2 separate regions of the Mus musculus genome follow, and region 1 is linked to region 2. Evidence: chromatin contacts called from public Micro-C data. All regions are on one chromosome and are shown on one strand. Each heading gives the region's core, a stretch centred on a gene start, on an enhancer-like site or on the middle of the called end of the contact. The rest is flanking DNA. Distances are from core to core; before and after follow the strand shown.

What was found. A called contact is a pair of places that touch in the nucleus more often than the background predicts.
Region 1: a Micro-C map of embryonic stem cells shows a contact between it and region 2, with 4 times the contacts expected there. The contact joins the promoter of Zmym2 here to the promoter of Il17d in region 2. A contact is called at or near these places in 3 of 484 Hi-C or Micro-C datasets (all in embryonic stem cells) and 1 of 115 datasets of contacts at active chromatin or transcription factors (extraembryonic endoderm stem cells).

Annotation. Positions count from the first base shown.
Region 1 is chr14:56,882,562-56,889,280 of GRCm38.p6, forward strand. It overlaps Zmym2 (zinc finger, MYM-type 2), which reads left to right and starts at 4,042. Exons shown (of 25, transcript NM_029498.4): 1 at 4,042-4,137; 2 at 5,234-5,296.
Region 2 is chr14:57,519,684-57,526,507 of GRCm38.p6, forward strand. Il17d (interleukin 17D) reads left to right here and starts at 5,146. Exons shown (of 3, transcript NM_145837.3): 1 at 5,146-5,238; 2 at 5,621-5,916. The coding sequence starts at 5,224.

The DNA.
Region 1 (6,719 bases), core at 2,792-5,291, 640 kb before region 2:
AAATCTGCCTGCCTCTGCCTCCCAAGTGCTGGGATTAAAGGCATGTGCCACCACTGCCCGGCTAGTACAAGCCTTTAAGCTCTGCACTCAGCAGGTTTAGATAGGAGAATCTCTGTAAGTTTCAGGCAACTTCGTCTATATATTAAGTTTTAGGCTAGTCAGGCTACATAGTGAAAGATTTTCTTAAAACAAAATGAAACAAAACTCTAATAAATTGTTATGTTTTATGGATAAAAGAAAATGATGAAAGCTGGGCGGTGGTGGCGCACCCCTTTAATCCCAGCACTCGGGAGGCCGAGGCAGGCATGTTTCTGAGTTCAAGGCCAGCCTGGTCTACAGAGTGAGTTCCAGGACAACCAGGGCTACACAGAGAAACCCTGTCTCAAAAAACAAAACAAAACAAAACAAAACAAACAAACAAAAAAAAGAGTTCAGAGTTGGGGGCTGGAGAGATGGCTCAGGGTTAAGGGCACTGACTGCTCTTCCAGAGGTTCTGAGTTCAATTACCAGCAACCACATGGTGGCTCACAAACATCAGTAATGGGATCTGATGCCCTCCTCTCGTGTGTCTGAAGAGAGCAATGGTGTATTCCTATACAGAAAGTAAAAAAATAAATCTTAAAAGAGTTCAAAGCTATCTGTGATGGTTTGTATATGTTTGGCCCAGGGAGTTGCACAAATTTGGAGGTATGGCCTTGTTGGGGTAGGTGTGTCACTGTGAGTGTGGTCTTTAAAACTTAGTTGTAGCTGCCTAAAAGTCTTCTAGCAGCCTTCAGCTGAAGACGTAGAACTCTCAGCTCCTGCACCATGCCTGCCTGGACTTTTGTCTTGCTTCTGCCTTGATAATGGACTGAACCTCTAGACCTGTAAACCAGCCCCAATTAAATATTGTCCTTATAAGAGTTGCCTTGGTCATGGTATCTGTTCATAGCAGTAAAACCCTAACTAAGACACCATCCTCAGCTACAGTGTACATTCCAGGCCAGCCTGGAGTATATGATTCATTTGAGCAGTGCTTGGTGGCACATGCTTATCCCAGGTTTTGGGAGGTAGGGGTGGAAGGACCAAGAAGTCAAGGCCCCCTCTTAGCTACATATTTGAGTTCTAGGCCATCCTAGAGTGTAAGAATCTGTTTTAACTAATCAAATAAGCACTTGAACAATTTCCAGGAAAGGTGATGCACACTTGTGGAACCATGTGGGTTCCAGAGATTGAACTCAGGTCACCAGAGAATTACGAAGTATAAGATAGCAATAACATCAGGAAATTGTTAGCAGTATAAAGCTGTTCCTATGTAAAGAGCTTGTGGCAAACCAATCAATGCTTACCACCTAAAACCACTTCTAACAATAAATTCAGCGAGTTGATTTAAGATGGGACCCTAATATCTTCATTAGATCCGTCCATCAAGGTTCAGGGAAGTATTCAGTAGGAGGACAGACTTTAAGAGCCAGAGGTGGGAATGACTCCACAGGAACACCAGGACTGACCTTTTAGAGAGGCCGACACAGAACTCATAGGACCTGCTGGGGTTCAAATCTCAGCACTGTAAGGGGGAAGTGGACTTGGGGTTCCACTCCTAATCAAGAAGCTACCTGCAACTAGTATCTGTTGGCAAACAGAAACTCAAGTTTTTTCCAATGGCGTGTCATAGAGTTTATCAACCACACTTTAGGGTAGGCCAGGTGCCCAGGAGTATTGGCCAACACAAACCAACTCCATGCTTTGCTTTGTGGACTTTTTTTTTTTTTTCCGTTTTGGTATTATTTGATTTTTCAAGATAAGGTTTCTCTGTGTCCGGGAACTCACTCGTTCTGTAGAACAGGCTGGCCTTGAACTTAGAGATCTGTCTGTATCTGCTCCCAAGTGTTGAGATCAAAGGGGTGTGCCACCAATGCCTGGCACATTTTGGCTTCTTTTTTCCCCTTGGTCTTACGAATTTCCTATTTGACTTTTTTCATCTTTTGAAGGAACAAGAAGCCGGGGTAGGAAGGTGAGGAGGAGGAGGGTTCGAGAAACTGGGGGAGGGGAAAACGTGATGAGAATATAGTGTATGGAAAAAAAAGTTAAAAGAGACTATGGCCCTAGATGTCATATTCTCATATAATACTTCCGTGTTGTCAGCGAATTTTATTAAGATGTTCCTGTTGTGATAGTGACATCAAACATGTCAAAGTCAAATGGTATTGTGAAATATGAAATTTAAGAATGTTTTAGTGTATTGAAAAAAATAATTTTTTTACAAAAGTTTTCTGAAAAATACTTTTTGAAAAGCTGATTCATATGTATTGTAGTTTTTTTTTTTTAAAGATTTATTTATTTATTATATGTAAGTACACTGTAGCTGTCTTCAGACACTCCAGAAGAGGGCATCAGATCTTGTTACAGATGGTTGTGAGCCACCATGTGGTTGCTGGGATTTGAACTCCGGACCTTCGGAAGAGCAGTCAGGTGCTCTTACCCACTGAGCCATCTCACCAGCCCTATTGTAGTTTTTTTGTCTTCAAATGGTAAAGAAGAGCAATGTATGTATGGAATTTAAATGAGGGTGAAAGCACTTTTTTTTAAAATTGAAAATGATTGTTTCTACCAGGTTGTCCTTTGTAAATGGTATCCACTGCAGTCTACATATTAGCCTGAGACCTTAATCAATAATTCACTTCATTAAAAATTTCATGTTCATTATCATCTTGGAGAGCTTTACAATGTAACGCCATATGACTCATTAATAGGCGGTATTGTCAATTCGGAAATTCAGAGATCTAATTGAATCCATCCATTTGGTTGAGGAAGTAACCAACATCAGTTGTAATCCCGCTAACAACCACCAGGGCGAGGTGCATTTCTTAGGTTACAGGGAGTCCTGGAAATCCAGCACCAAGTCTTCTGCCAAAGACGTGGGTGTAGACGAGGAACAAAAGACCCTCGTGCCGCCCTCCAGCGGCTCCGCTCCGAATGCGCCCGGTGGGACTCCTATGAGAGGGTCACTGCCCACGGAGCCAGGACTGAAGCGAAGGGCACGCGATGGCCCGAGGCCCCGCCAACGTGGAGGACAGGCGCTGGGCAGGCCGGAGAGCGCGTGCTCGGCCAGGCACCGACGGCCGAGGCCAGACAGCCCAGGTCCCAGGGGCGCGAGCCCGCTAAGGGAGCCCGGGGCTCCATCTTGCCCGGCGGCAGTCTGGGGTCACCACTGTCGTGTGGCCCCGCCGCAATCTCGGCGCGCAAACTCTTGGCGGCCGAGGACAAGGCCTATGGTAGAGCGCGATCGGACTCGTTCCGGGCCAAGTTTCTCGTCCCCACGGGTTCGGTTCTGATGGGCCCCAAGTTCTCCCAACAGATCCCACAAAATGGAGGCCGACGTCTCCTCCCGCCGCAGCCATGGCGGAGGTGGGACACCCTTCCCACGGGCCAGGCAAGGTGGAAGCGCCTGCACGGCCGCCAGCGCACCAGTCCCCTTGCGGCCGCAGCCGGGCTCGCCCCCTCGGTCCGCCGCAGGCACTGCCGGGCTCGCCAGTCGCCCGGGTCTTGGGGGCCTGGACAGGGAGGACACCGGGACATCGAGGCCGCGTTTCTCCTCGAGCAGAGTCGCAAAGGGCCGCGGCGACCGTCTGGAGGCCGAGACCCAGTGTCCCGATCCCGGGCCCACGGGAAGCCTCGACGAAGACCGCCCGCCCCCAGGGCCGAAGCGCGAGCCGAACTGCGGGCAGCGCCACTCGGGCTCCTGACCCGGGCGGACCCCGCGAGTGGGGGCGGGGCGGGGGCACGGAGGGAGGGAGGGAGGGAAAGAGGGAGGGAGGGAGGGCCGGCCCAGCCCGCGGGGGGGGGGGGGCCGGTAGGCCCGAGGGCGTGGCCCAGGTCTGACGGACAGCCGCCGTGACTACCTCACCGAGGAGGGTCCTGAAAGAAGGCCGACTGGGCCAATGGAGCCTGCCCGAGGCATTCCGTGCCGCCCACGCCATCAGCCAATGAGCGTGCGGAGGGCGGGGCCTCTCCGGGCCCCGCCGTGCCACCGCCTCCTCTGCCTCCTCCTCACCAGCGCTAAAGCCGGGACTGGACCGAGCGGAGTTGTGCGTGTCGCCGAAGGGGGGTGGGCCGGGGGAGGGGAGGTTCGTTCCGCGGAGCTGCAGCCAGAACCCGGTGAGGCTTCTCCCCGCCGTCTTTCCTGTCGAGGGCCGCGGAGAGTGGGGGTGGCTGGGAGCAGCGCAGCCTCGGGAGGAGGAGGCGGAGGCGGGGGCGACTGGGGAGGCGGAGATGGGTGAGGGCAGCGTCGGGAGCCTCCCACCGAGCCGGGCTTAACAGCCCGCGGCGGCCGGTGTCGCGGCTGCTGCGTCGGGGCCTGAGGGTGCGCTGGGGGCCGCGCTGATGTCCAGGGCGGCTTCGCGTGCGGCCCGAGGGGTGAGGGAGCGCGGGCGCGGCAGGGCTGGCTGGGTGAGGCGGTCGCCGGGGGCGGGGGGCGCGGGGGCCTCGAGGTGCGGGCGGCAGCGGCCGGAGGTCGTGGGGTGTTTTCCTTTCTGTGCTGCGGGCGGCCGGGCGGGCCGGGGAGGGGCCCTTTGGCCCTCCCGCCTGGGGGCTGCACTCCCACCCTGTCTGTCCAACCGAGACCCCAAGTTTTCGATGGCAAGGGGTGCCTTTTGAGTCTTGCGGCGTCCTCTTCGTCGCTGGTCTCCTCCCCGGCGCTGTGCTGCGCGGCTCTTGCTCCTCACGTATTGTTTGGCTGGGTCTCTAATGGCGGACGGGGAGGCAGCGCTGCCGGTCTCGGACTGCAGGGGGGGCAAACCTCGGGCCCAGGGCAACTGCTTGGGGCAAATATGGGCAATATCAGCCCATCGTTGACATAAACTGGTTTTTACCTGTAAATTGGTGCTGAGTTTGACTGGAATAACCGTGGTGGTAATACTTGCGAGGGAGTGCAAGTCCCTTGCTGGCGTCGGGGCAATGTTTGCCCTTCCCCCTCCCTACCCCATAGCAGGCTTGGTGCCCTCAGGTCCCTTTCCCTGCAGATTGAGGCTTACACATGGGCTTTGGCTCCAAATAAAATATTTCACTCCACTTGGGTAGTAAGTAGTAGGCTGTTTTGCGTGGGCTTTGGGGTAATAATAGAAGGGCCAAACCTCCTTGACCCCTTAGTCCCTTCTCTGCCTCCTCCTGGTGAAATCGGCTTGGTGCTCCTACCAGATTGGGTGTTCATCCATTTCTCTCCCCCCCCCCTTTTTTTTTTTCTCTTTTATCCCAGGACCAGAAATTTCGTTCAACCCTATCTGGTGCATCTTTGGCAGAAAGTGAGGAAAACACCATTGTGAGTCCTTTTCTTCTAATTTGCTTATTAACAGAGGACGTGGTTGGATTATAGGGGTTCAGCTATAGGATTTGGCCCTCCTGGTTGTTCTTAAGGGGAGGAGCCTTCTCTTGGGTGGCAGCTGCTGTCGGGGAGAAACTCCAGTGATGCCTGGTGAGGCAGCTGGGAGTGGGCGCTGCTGTTTGCACCGCTGCAGACATCGCTTCTGCTGCTGCAATACCAACCTCAGCAACCAGACGACGGGCTTCTGCAGCTGCTCACGTTACCGGTGGGGAGGAGGGGTGTTGGGAAGGAGGGCATATTTCTGGTGCCCTCTAGAGTTACAGAGTGGGAATTAATGTTATTTGGTTTGAAGTGCATGCAACCATTTTTGACATTTTTCTTGTCATCATGGTTAATGGACCTCTGGTAATGGACAACTATGGAGAGCTGCTTAACTTTTTATGCCTGGTCTGAGTGACAGAATTTGACCATGAAGGTGGACGTGTTTCTAGATCTTTCATGTTCTTTGCATCTGTTGTTTTCATCTTACCAAGTAGATGCTGCTTAGACCTGTGCAGTCCTCTACTTAGTCTTTCATCTCTGGTGTTGACCAGTTCTCTATTATGTCACGCTTTTTATGGATTTCTAAAAATTTTTATAGTGTGTGAGTGCATGGTGTGTTTGTGTTGGTGCACATGCCAGAGCACCAGTGTGTAGGTCAGGACAACTTTTGGAGTTGGTTCTACCCTTCACTGTCTAATTGGTTCAGTGAATCCAAGCCAGGTTGTTAGGCTCATGTAGCAGGCCCCTCTATCCATTCAGCCATCTTGCAGGCCCTATCACTTATTTTGAGATGGCATCTAATGTATCCCAGGTTGACCTTGAACTTTTGTTGCGTAGCCTAGAATGACTTTGAACTTGTGATCCCTCAGTCTCAACTTCCCAAGTGCTATGACTTGTGTCCTCTTGTTATATTTATGTGGTGCTGGGAATCAAACCCAGCTTCCTGCACGCTAGCAAGCACCTCACCAACTATGCTACAGTTCTAGCCCCAAATATTACTCTTGAGCCCAGTACAGCTCCTGTTGTTACTTGTATACTTTTAAAGGTGTGTTATAAGTATAGATGCTTATGGTTACTTTGGATTTATTTATTTTGGTTTTTTGGGACAGGGTTTCTCTGTGTAGCCCTGGCTGTCTTGGAACTCACTCTGTAGACCAGGCTGGCCTCAAACTCAGAAATCTGCCTGCCTCTGCCTCTGGAGTGCTGGGATTAAAGGCGTGCGCCACCACGCCCGGCTTGGATTTATTTTTAATGTGTATGATTGTTTTACCTGTTTGAATGTATGTGTGACATACATGTACTTTGTGGCCAAGGATGTCAGAAAAAGGTATTGGCTGTTGTGAGCCACTATGTGGGTACTGGAAACTGTACTTTATAA
Region 2 (6,824 bases), core at 3,896-6,395:
TGAGCTGTGAGTTGTCGCGCCCGCTCTCGACCAGCAAGAACGACGCGACCACCAATCCTTCTAACAGCAGTTTATTCAGTCCTGATTCTTCTTATTTATATCTCCCCCGAACCCTGGGCCTCTCACTCCTTTTATACTCTCTCTCATCCACGCACTGCAGGCCACGCCCCCTCGCCAGTCACGAGGCTTCAGCTAATCAGGGCAGCAGGGGCAAATCTCCACCAAATTGGATTCACCTGTATCCTGGTACACCTGCGCAGCACTCAAGATGTTTGTGTCTTATATGAGGAAGTCAGGTGCAAGTCATATGACTTAGCTGCAGTCCCTGGCGCCTTTGGGACTGCCGCCACACCCGCTCCCCACAGTGAGTGAGCTGCTTCTGCCTCTACACTCCTGCATTCCAGTGCTTCCTGCCACCATGCCTTTCTTGCCATTGATTGTATTCTCTTAATCTGAGCCAAAATAAATGTCTCCTTAAAGCTGCTGTTTTCAGGAATTTGGTCAGTGATGAGAAAAACACATAATATAATTAGCTTTTCACTACTGTGACAGAATGCCTGAGCTAACCAATCTAGAGTGGGGGAAGTTTATCTCAGCTTAGTGCTTCTCTGGCTTTAGTCTCTGGTTACTTGGTCCTTGTTATGGTTTGTATATGCTCAGCCCAGGGAGTGGCACTATTAGAAGGTATGGCCCTGTGTCAGTGTAGATGTGGACTTTAAGGCCCTCATCCTAGCTCCTGGAAGCCAGTCTTCCATTAGCAGCCTTCAGATGAAGATGCAGAACTCTCAGCTCTGCCTGCACCATGCCTGCCTGGATGCTGCCATGCTCCCCCGCCTTGATAATGGACTGAACTTCTGAACCAGCCCCACTTAAATGTCCTTATAAGAGTTACCTTGGTCATGGTGTCTGTTCACAACAGTAAAACCCTAAAACAGTCCTATTGCTTTGAGCCTGTACTGGTACTTGTGGTGGTTTGAATGGGAATGGTCCCATAGGCTCATACATTTGAATCACCAGAGAATGGCAGTTTGAAAGGATTAGGAGGTCTGTCTTTGCTGGAGGAAGTATGTCACTGGGGGTGGACTTTGAGGTTTCAAAAAGCCCATTCCAAGCCCAGAGTCTTTCCCTTTTTGTTTTTCTGTGGTTCTGGACGTAGAACTCCCAGCTCCTTCTCCAGCACCATGTCTGCCTGTGTGCCACCATACTTCCTGCCATGATGATAATGGACTAAACTTCTGAACGGTAAACCAGCCCCAATTAAATGCTGTGGTCATTGTATCTCTTCACACAATAGAACACTATGACAGAATATATGAACACAGAACACTATGACAGAACATGTGAGCATAGAGCACTAAGGCATAAAATAGGAACCTAGAACACTATGACAGACATATGAATATAGAACACTATGACAGAACACTATGACAGACATATGAATATAGAACACTATGACAAAACACAGAACATAATGACAGATAACAAATGAACACAGAACACTATGACAGGACACTATGACAGAACATAACAGAACACTATGGCAGAACAAATGAACCTAGAACATTATGACAAAACATGTGACAATAGAACACTATGACAGAACATGTGAACACAGAACACTATGACAGACATATGAACATAGAACACTATGACAGAACATGTGAATATAGAGCACTAAGGCCGAATATATGAACATAGAACACTATGACAGACATATATGAACATAGAACACTATGACAGAACACAGAACATTATGACAGAGAACATATGAACACAGAACACTATGGCAGGACACTATGACAGAACATAATACTATGGCAGAACAAATGAACCTAGAACACTATGACAGAACATATGAACCTAGAACACTATGACAGATATACGGACACAGAACATTATGACAGACATACAAACATAGAACATTATGACAGAAGATGTGAACATAGAGCACTAAGGCAGAACAAATGAACATAGAACACTATGACAGAGCATGTGAACACAGATCACTATGATAGAACATATGAACACAGCATTATGATGGACATATGAATATAGAACACTATGACAGAACATTATGTCAGAACATATGAACATAGAACACTATGACAGAACATGTGAACATAGAACACTATGACAGAACATATGAACACAAAACACTATGATAGAACATGTGAACACAGAATACTATGACGGACATATGACTATAGAACACTATGACAGAACACAGAACACTATGACAGACATACAAACACAGAACACTATGACAGAACATGTGAACATAGAACTCTTTGACAGAACATGTGAACACAGAACACTATGACAGACATATGAACATAGAACACTATGACAGAACATGTGAGCATAGAGCACTAAGGCAGAAAATAGGAACCTAGAACACTATGACAGACATATGAATATAGAACACTATGACAGAACATAGGAGCCTAGAATACTATGACAGATATATGAATATAGAACACTATCACAATACTGGAAGTGCATCATGGTGGAACAGCCCCATTAATCTCAGGGTTTACCCCTTCAAGGACAGAGCCCCAGGGACTACCTTGTATACATAGACCTTGGAGGACATTTCTCCAAACCAGAAAAAAAATTGCTAATCTGAGCCAGATGCTAGTCCCAGCTTTTCTGCATTGATTCCGAGAGACTGAACCCTGGTCCTCATGTTTGTATAGTAAGCACTTTAGTGGCTGAGCCATCTCCCCAAACCATGTGTGATTTTTTTTTTTTAAAGAGCTTAGTGCAGACAAGTACTGCAGAATAATGGAGCACCAAAGGACTGTAAGAATATGATAATAAAGATGAGCAATGAAACTGGACTCGAGAAGATATGAGGAGGGAAAGTTTCGATGTGAGTGGAAAACGGCATGATCTGAAGATAGAGGTGCAGGACAGGACATGGGTGATCACTGGAATCAGATCCAAGGATGCGGTCAGCTGTTTCTGATGAGGAGACCTTGGATATGGCCACACAATTTAATGTCAAAGATCAGACTGGGTTGGTGGAGGACGAAACTGCAAGTGGGCACTCAGAACCAGTACGGGTTGATGGTGCAGGATTAAGAAGCAGAACCCAAACCCTGTCTCGAAAAAACAAAACAAAACAAAAATAAGCAGAACACATAATGAAAGGTCCAAGTGCTAAAAATCTCCATGAATGGGAGGAGCTGGGTGCATGGCAGCTGTGCGGATTGCTATGTGAGGAGCCTCTGAGGAGAGAAAATGTCTGCACGTGCACCTTACTCAGAAATCCAAGGTCAGGATGGAACGAGCCAATCCCACACTGGCTTTGGAAGCTTTGGAGATGCCCAGCGGTTAACATTGGCCATCATTCTCACTGAGGACCAGGGTTCAATTCTCAGCACTCTAATAGGCCACTTACAACCCACCTGTGATACCAATTCCAAGAGATATGATGCTCTCTTCTAGCCTCATGGGCACCTGAAAGATTGCTTTTGCAGCTTTGCTAGACTTGGAACAGCCAAGTGAAGCCACTTGGAACTAGTGTCAGATGGCTGTGAGCCACCATTTTGGTACTAGCAACCAAACACAGGTCCTCTGCAAGACAGCCAGTGCTCGTAACTGGATTAATCTTTAAAATATCTTTAGAATTGTGTAAAAAGTCACGTGTGTGATAGCACACACACTACAATGCACATGCAGGTCAAGATGGATGGATGTGCAGGTCAGAGGACAGCTTTGTGGAGTGGGTTCTCTCCTCCCACCTTTATTTGGGACCCAGGCATAGAACCTGGGCCACCCCTAGAACACAACAACCCATTTACCCACCGAGACATCTCCCCAGCCTCAAGTCTGGAATAATTATTAACATGTTTGTATCTTCATAAAATGCTCAGATCTGGGAACTTTTTATTTAATCTGCACCTATTTATAGCCTTTGCTCCCCTGTTTAATCACAAATGAATCTTATGCTCTACTCAGTTTAAGTTTTCAGTAACTGGAGGCTTCCACAAACTGGTCAGACACTGGAAGGTACTTTGTTGATTAGCACAGTGAGTAGTTCCGTGGAACTCTGGTAATGACAAGCTCGCCTCGAAAATACTCCTACGCTGTACCTTTCAAATGGAAAATTAGTAGTACTTGAGTGCTGATGTCTTTATTCCCGTTTTTTTACTAGGAAGGAGACAACGTTAACAATTTATGTGCGAGTCAAAGTGTTTCATAAACCCAAATGTGTTTACTAGGAATTGTAAAATGTTTTAAGCTGTAAGGTTTGAAGGGACTTTTAAAGGTAGAGCCGCTACAAAGTATTTCAGTTTTAAAACATTGAAGGCAAGTGTTTTTCTGCATAGCAGAACTGAAACGCAGTTAACCACTGGTTTACAACTTGGTTAAAACCCAAAGCTGCAAGCCGTTTTAGGGAGTCAAAAAAATATTTTGCACACTTTCAAAAAGCGTTCAGCTAGTCTCAGCCATTTCTCTTTATTCTCAAAGCGTAAATGCTCAAAAGTAATCATATTCACTAGCTGGATGCCTGGTAAGCAAGGCATTTAAATAATGAACAAGTAAGTGAGCAAGCTCTCTTCAGATTCAATAGAGTCCTTCATTTGAGCTGATTCCCCTTAATTTATTCACAGAACTTTAGGCTCATTTTACATGTCTGCTCACACAATTAATTACCATGATTGAGTTCTCCAACACTGTAAAACTAGACCAAGAGATGCCCATTTACAGCATGTGTCAGGTGGGGGAGGGTATTTATTACTCGGCCCTTAGCTGAATAAGAGGCATGGAGTCATTTTATGAGTATTTAAGGGAAAACAGCCTCCTTCTAGCCTAACAGAACATAACTGTTTTTTAATCTCTTGTATAATTCTTCGAACTATGAAATCCCAGAAGAGGAAGTGGTCGCAAGAAGGAGAGTCCTTCTAGGTTGGAGTTCATTCATTTCCAAGTGGCCTGTCCAGCTCCTGGACCGCTTCAATGTCTAGAGAAATCCGTTTCCTCTGAGCCAAAGTCGGCCTCTCGACTGCATCCCCGAGGCCCCACTGGTCCGTGCCGAGGCGTCGAGGCCAGTCACCACCTCCTCCTCCTCCAGCCAGGCGGACCGCCAGTCCACTTCTGTAGGGGCGACACCCAGCCCGCAGGCCACACGCCCCGCGTGTGCGGCGCCCTTATTTACTTCGCAGAAGAGCCTTCAGCCCCCCTCCTAACAAGTCTGGAAAGCATCACGGCGACGCGATGTTGGGGACACTGGTGAGCGCCCTCGGGGGTACCGGCGAGGCATGGCCGAGGCCGGGCTGGGGCAGAGGGACGGGGGGAGGACGGCGGGACGGCCCGGAGAGGCGTCTCACAGGCACTCGCAGCCCGCCGCGCAGCAGCCCGGCAGGCACACGCACACGTGCACGCGCGCCCCGCACCCGCCCCCCGCGCGGGCTCCGGCTCTGGGCGGCGGCGGCGGCGGGGGCCGGGGGCGCGCGGGCCGGCGGCGGGCCGGGCCCCGGGGACCGCGCGGGCGGCGGGCGGGCGGGGACGGCGCTCGGGGGCCGGCCCGCGCGGCGCCCATGCTCGGGGAGGGCCTCACGGTGTGCGGAGCGCCGGGCGGGTCCCGCGACGCTGAGCTCGGCCTGTCCCGCAGGTCTGGATGCTCGCGGTCGGCTTCCTGCTGGCACTGGCGCCGGGCCGCGCGGCGGGCGCGCTGAGGACCGGGAGGCGCCCGGCGCGGCCGCGGGACTGCGCGGACCGGCCGGAGGAGCTCCTGGAGCAGCTGTACGGGCGGCTGGCGGCCGGCGTGCTCAGCGCCTTCCACCACACGCTGCAGCTCGGGCCGCGCGAGCAGGCGCGCAATGCCAGCTGCCCGGCCGGGGGCAGGGCCGCCGACCGCCGCTTCCGGCCACCCACCAACCTGCGCAGCGTGTCGCCCTGGGCGTACAGGTGAGCGGGCCCGAGGGGAGGGGCGGGGCCTGCAGAACAGGTGGGTGGGGCAGGGTGGAGTCCGTTGGAGGGCGGGGCCGAGGGGCGGGGCGGAGCACGTGGTGGGCGGGGTCGGGTGGGGCCTGGGCGGGGCCCGGCTGCCACTGGAGCGGTATAGGTGGACGGTGCTTGAAGGAAGGGGTCGTGAGGGGGATCGGGTGGGATCGGCTGGAGCGGGAGGGGAGTGGCAAGACGGTCGGGTGGTGCTATGGAGATGGTGTAGTGCCCGAGGGGCGGGGTCTGAGGAGCGGACGGAGGTGATGGGTGGGGCCGGGTGGAACTACTGGGATGAACCACGGGGGGCAGGCCAGGTAAGGCGGGTGTCTACTGGTCCTAGAGCTCAGGGAGGGGCTAGGAGAGGCAGATGGTATAACTAAATTGGGAGCGATTGGTTTCTACAAAGGTCTGTCACGATCTTTGAAGAAATGCTGCTTCTGTATTTGTTATGCAATAAATACCAATTCTCTGCCAGATACACCATGAAGAACCAGGCCACATGACCCTTTTTTACAGGAGGCCTGTAGGAGTGTAATCTAGAAGTGCTGGGGCGCCGAGAGCTAAGAGGCACGCCCTCTGAGAGAGTGTCTGGGGAAACTAATATGGGGATAGAACCTCAGATGAGAAGCAAAGTTTCCAGCGTGAGGTAGCCTGAAGTTGAGGGAGGAAGAGAACACCCCTTTGAAGGAGAAAGTGACATTCAGGCCTTGTGGAGAATGGGCAAGATTTTGAGGATGGCCCAATCCAGGTGTTGTGTCAAAAGAAGAGCATGTCCAAGGGAAGCATGGGGATGTGGAGCGTGGCCACAGTGGCCTGGGCAGATGCCCGTGACAGGATGCATAAGTAGCTCGGATGAGGGAGCCCTCACTCCA